Regions from separate parts of the Mus musculus genome. Here region 2 is linked to region 1. The links are chromatin contacts, called in public Hi-C maps. All regions are on one chromosome and are shown on one strand. The core of a region is the stretch at or near the end of the contact, and the rest is flanking DNA. Distances in the headings are between cores, read along the strand shown. Region 1 has its middle 28 kb from the start of Gm35891. Region 2 has its middle 53 kb from the start of Gm35756.

The links. Hi-C and Micro-C count contacts between places; a contact is called where the count stands out from the background.
Region 2: a Hi-C map of liver shows a contact between it and region 1, with 2.2 times the contacts expected there. The contact joins two enhancer-like sites. A contact is called at or near these places in 3 of 484 Hi-C or Micro-C datasets (embryonic stem cells and liver) and 1 of 115 datasets of contacts at active chromatin or transcription factors (embryonic stem cells).

The regions. Positions count from the first base shown.
Region 1 is chr3:51,155,911-51,158,610 of GRCm38.p6, forward strand. No RefSeq gene overlaps it. Among named protein-coding and RNA genes, the nearest start is that of Gm35891, 28 kb to the left of the region's middle. Within about 2 kb of position 1,356, at least 170 of the 459 cell types and tissues checked have an H3K27ac peak or open chromatin away from gene starts, as enhancers often do. A contact at or near this core is called in liver, where this site is marked.
Region 2 is chr3:50,988,897-50,991,596 of GRCm38.p6, forward strand. No RefSeq gene overlaps it. Among named protein-coding and RNA genes, the nearest start is that of Gm35756, 53 kb to the right of the region's middle. Within about 2 kb of position 1,280, at least 8 of the 459 cell types and tissues checked have an H3K27ac peak or open chromatin away from gene starts, as enhancers often do. A contact at or near this core is called in liver, where this site is marked.

The sequences.
Region 1 (2,700 bases), core at 106-2,605:
TTTCATTCACCACATGTAAGTATCTATCCCACTATCTTCATAGCACGATACCACATTGCTGGCTTTCCCTCTGGGGCAAGGGACAACCATTAATGGCAAAGGCCTGACTCACGTCTCTCTTCCACATATCCTTGAGAGCAACATCCTACAGAAAAAGACAAAAAAAGAAAAAGAAGAAGAAGTAATAGGCAGAAATTAGAGGCATTTTTCTGTGCCTGTGCTACAATTTTTCAGAGAACAAGGCTAGCTAGCTTTCAGAAGGATCAAATAGAATTTGAAAATCACCCTGCTTTATGTGGCAAGAACTTCAAGAATATCAAACATTTCTTGCCATTTGCAAGCAAATGGGTTAGAAGATTTTTTTTTCCCCACGATTATCTCTTCCAGAAAAGAGCAGTTTCAAACCGCAGAAAATGGACGTTACTGAGAAAAATAGCCTGTTTCAGGAGGGCGAGAAAGACCCTGAGATATCTGGGAAACAGAGGTGGCATGGTTTTCTCCTCCCATGCGTAGAAGTTCCAAACGCAGGAGAAGCTCATTTCAAGCAGAAAGCTCTTTCCAAAGCACAAATATTGGAAAAACAGACCAAGACATCAGCGCATTCTAAACACAGCTGTGTTTGCCCACGCCTCCTGCCTGCTAGGTCATGTTTGATTTAACCTGGCAGCTCAGGGGGAGGTGAAAGGCCTCTGACTACCCAACCTACGACTTTACTTCCTCCCGTCATCATTGTTGACGTTGCATATAGCAAACTGACCTCTTATTAAATGTTGCAGCCAACAAACAGGTTTTAATAGTCTTTTGCTTTTTCACACTAAATGTGTTTTCAGATGGCTGTCATTCATATTCATTCCAAGGACCAAGTTGCCCAGCCACCTGCTCTGAGCACGACAAAATGCTCCGCTAGGGGGCGTTGCTGCCTTTCCCAACCCACAAATGAAGCACGTGATCCGAAACTGTGTCCATTAGTTCTGGAAAACAGGATGTAGGCCTGCCAAGCAGTTCAGAGGATGGTTTTAAGCCTTCAGAGTAACCTGAGATGAGGGACCACAGACGGCAGGGAAGTGTAAAACACGGGGCTGTCACCGGGATAATGAAGGGTACCCTGGCTGCACTGGTTATCTTAGCCTGCATCAGGAGCCTAGGGAACAGACAAGAGAGCACTTATGGTACAGTGTCAGCCCATCCCTAGTCAGGGCCCTGAGGGTAAAACCGGCTGAGCATCAGCGTCCAATAGATAACAACAGAAGCCATTATCTCTCCCTGGCTGGGCTGCCAAGTGCAGGGGCCAGGATTGCCTGGTGTTTGCGGTTTCCATAGCAGCGCTGTTTCGTTTCAAGCTGGCAAAGTACACAGAGAGGACAGGATCAACATTGCAGCAAATGACTCGAACAACCTGAGTCCTGAGCCTCGGAGCTCTCAGCAGGCTTTGCCCTTTTGGAGTCAGGGGTGGGGATGAAGATGGATGCTCTCCAAGAGGCGACTGGAAACTAACAGCTCCTTCAATCAAGCTCAGCAGCTGCCTGAGCACTGTCACCCACCCAAGGTCACCACTTGGAGCCTCTCGGCCTCATTTCCCAGAACTCTAGAAGGTGCTGTTAACATGGGAGAGACCCCCACACAGGCAGATAGGCTCCTCTGGCATCTTCTACCTGGCATTTTCTGAAACCTTTCTCCTCCTTCAGCTGGCCAAGGAGACACTTTCTTTCTTTCTTTCTTTCTTTCTTTCTTTCTTTCTTTCTTCCTTCCTTCCTTCCTTTCTCTCTTTCTTTTTTAATTAAATGTTTTCTTCATTACATTTCAGATGAAATCCCCTTTCCTAGTTTCCTCTCCCAAAATCCCCTATACCCTCCTTCCCCCCCTCCCACTCCCCACTGCTCCCCCAAGCCACCCACTCCCACTTCCTGACCCTGGCATTCCCCTATACTGGGGCATATGATCCTTGCCAGACCAAGGGTCTCTCCTCCCATTGATGGCCAACTAGGCCATCCTTTGCTACAGATACAGCTAGAGACACAAGCTCTGAGGGTACTGGTTAGTTCATATTGTTGTTCCTTTTATAGGGCTGCAAAGCCCTTCAGCTCCTTGGGTACTTTCTCTAGCTCCTCATTGGGGACCCTGTGTTCCATCCAATAGATGACTGTGAGCATCCACTTCAGTATTTGCCAGGCACTGGCATAGCCTCACAGGAAACAACTATATCAGGGTCCTGTCAGCAAAATCTTGTTGGCATCTGCAATAGTATCTGGGTTTGGTAGTTGTATAATGGGGTGGATTCCAGGGTGGGGCAGTCTCTGTATGGTCCTTCCTGCCCTCTCAGCTCCGAACTTTGTCTCTGTAACTCCTTCCATGGGTATTTTGTTCCCCCTTCTAAGAAGGAACAAAGTATCCACACTTTGGTCTTCCATCTTCTTGAGCTTCATGAGTTTTGCAAATTGTATCTGTAGCCCTCCCTAGCTGTTCTGAAACTGTCTCTGTAGAGCAAACTTACCTCTAACTCAGAGATCTACTAGCCTTTGGCTCTCAAGTGCTGGGATTAAAGGCGGGTGCCACCACTGCCTGGCTACAAACTACTATTTGCTGCTAAGAGGAGAAAAGGCTTGGTTCCAGCCTTATGCATTTCCCATAGGGTGAGAAATCAATCTAACTGCCTACCGTTTTTTTCCTTCTGACCTGTTGGGTCTTAAGTTATCTTAGAAT
Region 2 (2,700 bases), core at 30-2,529, 170 kb before region 1:
AAAAGAAAGAAAGAAAGAAAGAAAGAAAGAAAGAAGGAAGGAAGGAAGGAAGGAAGGAAGGAAGGAAGGAAGGAAGGAGAGAGAGAGAAAAAAAAAGAAAAAGAAAAACGTATTAACATCATTATTCCTAATGTCCAAATATTTTCAGCTTTCTACTTGCTAAACAAAGGTGAGTCCACTTTGCACCCTCCCTTGAGATTAGAATGGTCATATATGACTTGCAGGAGCTTATGGGATGTGAGAAAATGGAACAATTGGTATGTCCAGACAGATTTAAGAACAGGTGAGTGATATGCTGCAGTCTCATTTTCCTTCTATGGTGGACTTTAAAAAATAGCTATAAATTCTCTGAGTCTTCTGACATCAAACGCTGGAACTTGTTTCTTCCCTGCTATCTGAGCTAGCTCACAAGAAGCCTTGGCATATGACCTCTCATTCTTACTTGGGACAAAGCTGAGGTGCACTCAAGGCCAGGACAGATTCCATTAAGGATGAAACACCTTAATGAGACACAGCTTTCCCAGGGATCCCCAGCCGCGTGAGTGAGACCAGCGAGCACCAAATGCCCCTCCCCACACACACACACACAGAGACCAACCAATGTACTCAAGTGGCCAGAATAACCGTCACCCAAACAAACACAAGCCAAGTTGCAAATTAGCAAATAAATGAATAGTGATTTTTATCACTACTAAGATAAAAACTTGTTTGTATTTAACAACAGTTAACAGAGACATTAGCCTTGGCAACTAACTCTAAAAGTGTGTATTTGGCATCCATCAGCCTGGGTCTCCTAACCCAAAATAACTACTGTAATAGCACTAAGAAATAATCCTTTGTCAATTAAGACATGGAGAATTGTTTTTAATTGTTTTCTGTGTGTCTTTGTCTGTCTCTCCCTCCCTCTGTGTGTGTGTGTGTGTGTGTGTGTGTGTGTGTGTGTGTGTGTGTGTGTGTGTGTGTATTTGTGTATTTGTATATTTGTGTATACAGGTAAGGCCAGAGATCAACCTTGCTATTTGGAGACAGTCTTTCTCTGGCCTGAAACTTACCAGGCTACTCTGACCCAAGGATCTCCCTGTGTCTTCTTCCCCAGTACTGGCACCACGAGTGCCACCACTCCCACAGATGCCTCTTTCACATGGGTCCTGGGAATGGAACTCATGCGGAAGTCTACTGTAACACTAGAAATCTAAAATGAAGGTTACACCATGAGACAGGCAGGAAATTACTCTCAGAACCTGCAATGTTGGTGATATTGATTGCCCCGAGACACAGTATTTGGCAAAATATCCACCTGAGCTGCAGTTTGGTGAGAATGTCCCGCAAGTGCTCCTGTGTTGAAGCCCTGGCCCCTGTTGGGTACATGGCTGGTTTTACTCTGTTCTACATTCTCCACCATAATGTGGTCCAAACAATGGGGCTAGTGATTCCCAGACCCCACCCCTCCAAAACTAAGAGCCACCTCTCCACTGACTATCTCAGATATTTTATGATGGAAAGCTTGTTCCCACAATCTGTGAAAACTCATATGACAGAAAACGTATGAAACGGTGTGCCATTCTAAGGAAAATGAACACGATACAGGGGAGAGTCCCTTAGCCAGCCTACAATGTGGACGCAGAGCATGGACTTGAAGCACCGCAACCTCCTGTGTCTAAGACACTGAAACATTAGTAGCTGACTGTTACAAAAGCATATTCCAAGCATCCCGGGAGCCCTAACACTAAAGTAATGTTCTGTTAGCATTTAAGGGCAGAGGGCGCCCCATCACTACTGTGCCAAGCCGGGGGGGGGGGGGGGGGGGGGGGTTGTTCACCACCAAGGGGAGCATGGGAAACACTGGGCTGAGAGAAAGGACTGGGCTCTGGAACGCTAGAAAATGGGACCGGATACCAGACGTTCAGACCTCTCCAGTGAAGGAAGCACCGGGCTGCCTTGGAGTATAGGAAAGAGAGCCCCCTGGAGAAAGCTTAAGAAGGGCTAGTTCGGGATTTTCCTCTCTTTCCTGGTCAAGATTTCACAATCTTCCAATCGTTTTTTGTGAGAGTTTTGCAAAGTCATTGTGAAATTGTGGGGTTCCTCACCCTGGGTCACTTTTTGTTCAATAAGTAAACAAAGCAACGGTCTCTGGCCACACTTGGTTTACGGGGATCTCCCTTCCTAACCTGTCATCTCCCTGTGCTGTTCTGCACGTGCTCTGTTCTGCGCATGTGCCACACACACACACACACCCCCACCCCTACCCCCACCCCGGTGTTCCCTTTTCCCTATCGTAACACGTAAGGGTAATGTTCTCTTACCCTCCCACGCTCTTCTTCAAGACCACATTTTCAAGTCTCCCCATCTCCTTTCTATTATCATGAACTTTGCACACGCTCGCTCCGGAAACACAGATATCCGTGTATAAAAGTCAGAAGCTGAGATCCTCATATGAGGAGAAGCACTCCGCATTTGTCCTTCTGAGCCTGGGTTTGTCACCCCACTTACAATTTTGTTTTTCCGTTCCATACACTTTCCTGAGATTTTCATATCATTTTTCTTTATGGTTGAATAAAGTCTCACCGTGTCCATGTACCACTTTTTTATCATCTAATTATCTGTTTATGGACATTTAGGATGATTGGATTTCCTTCTTCTTTATATAAAAGAGCAGTAATAGCTAGGGATGTGTAAGTATCTCAGGGGTGGGGTGGAGTC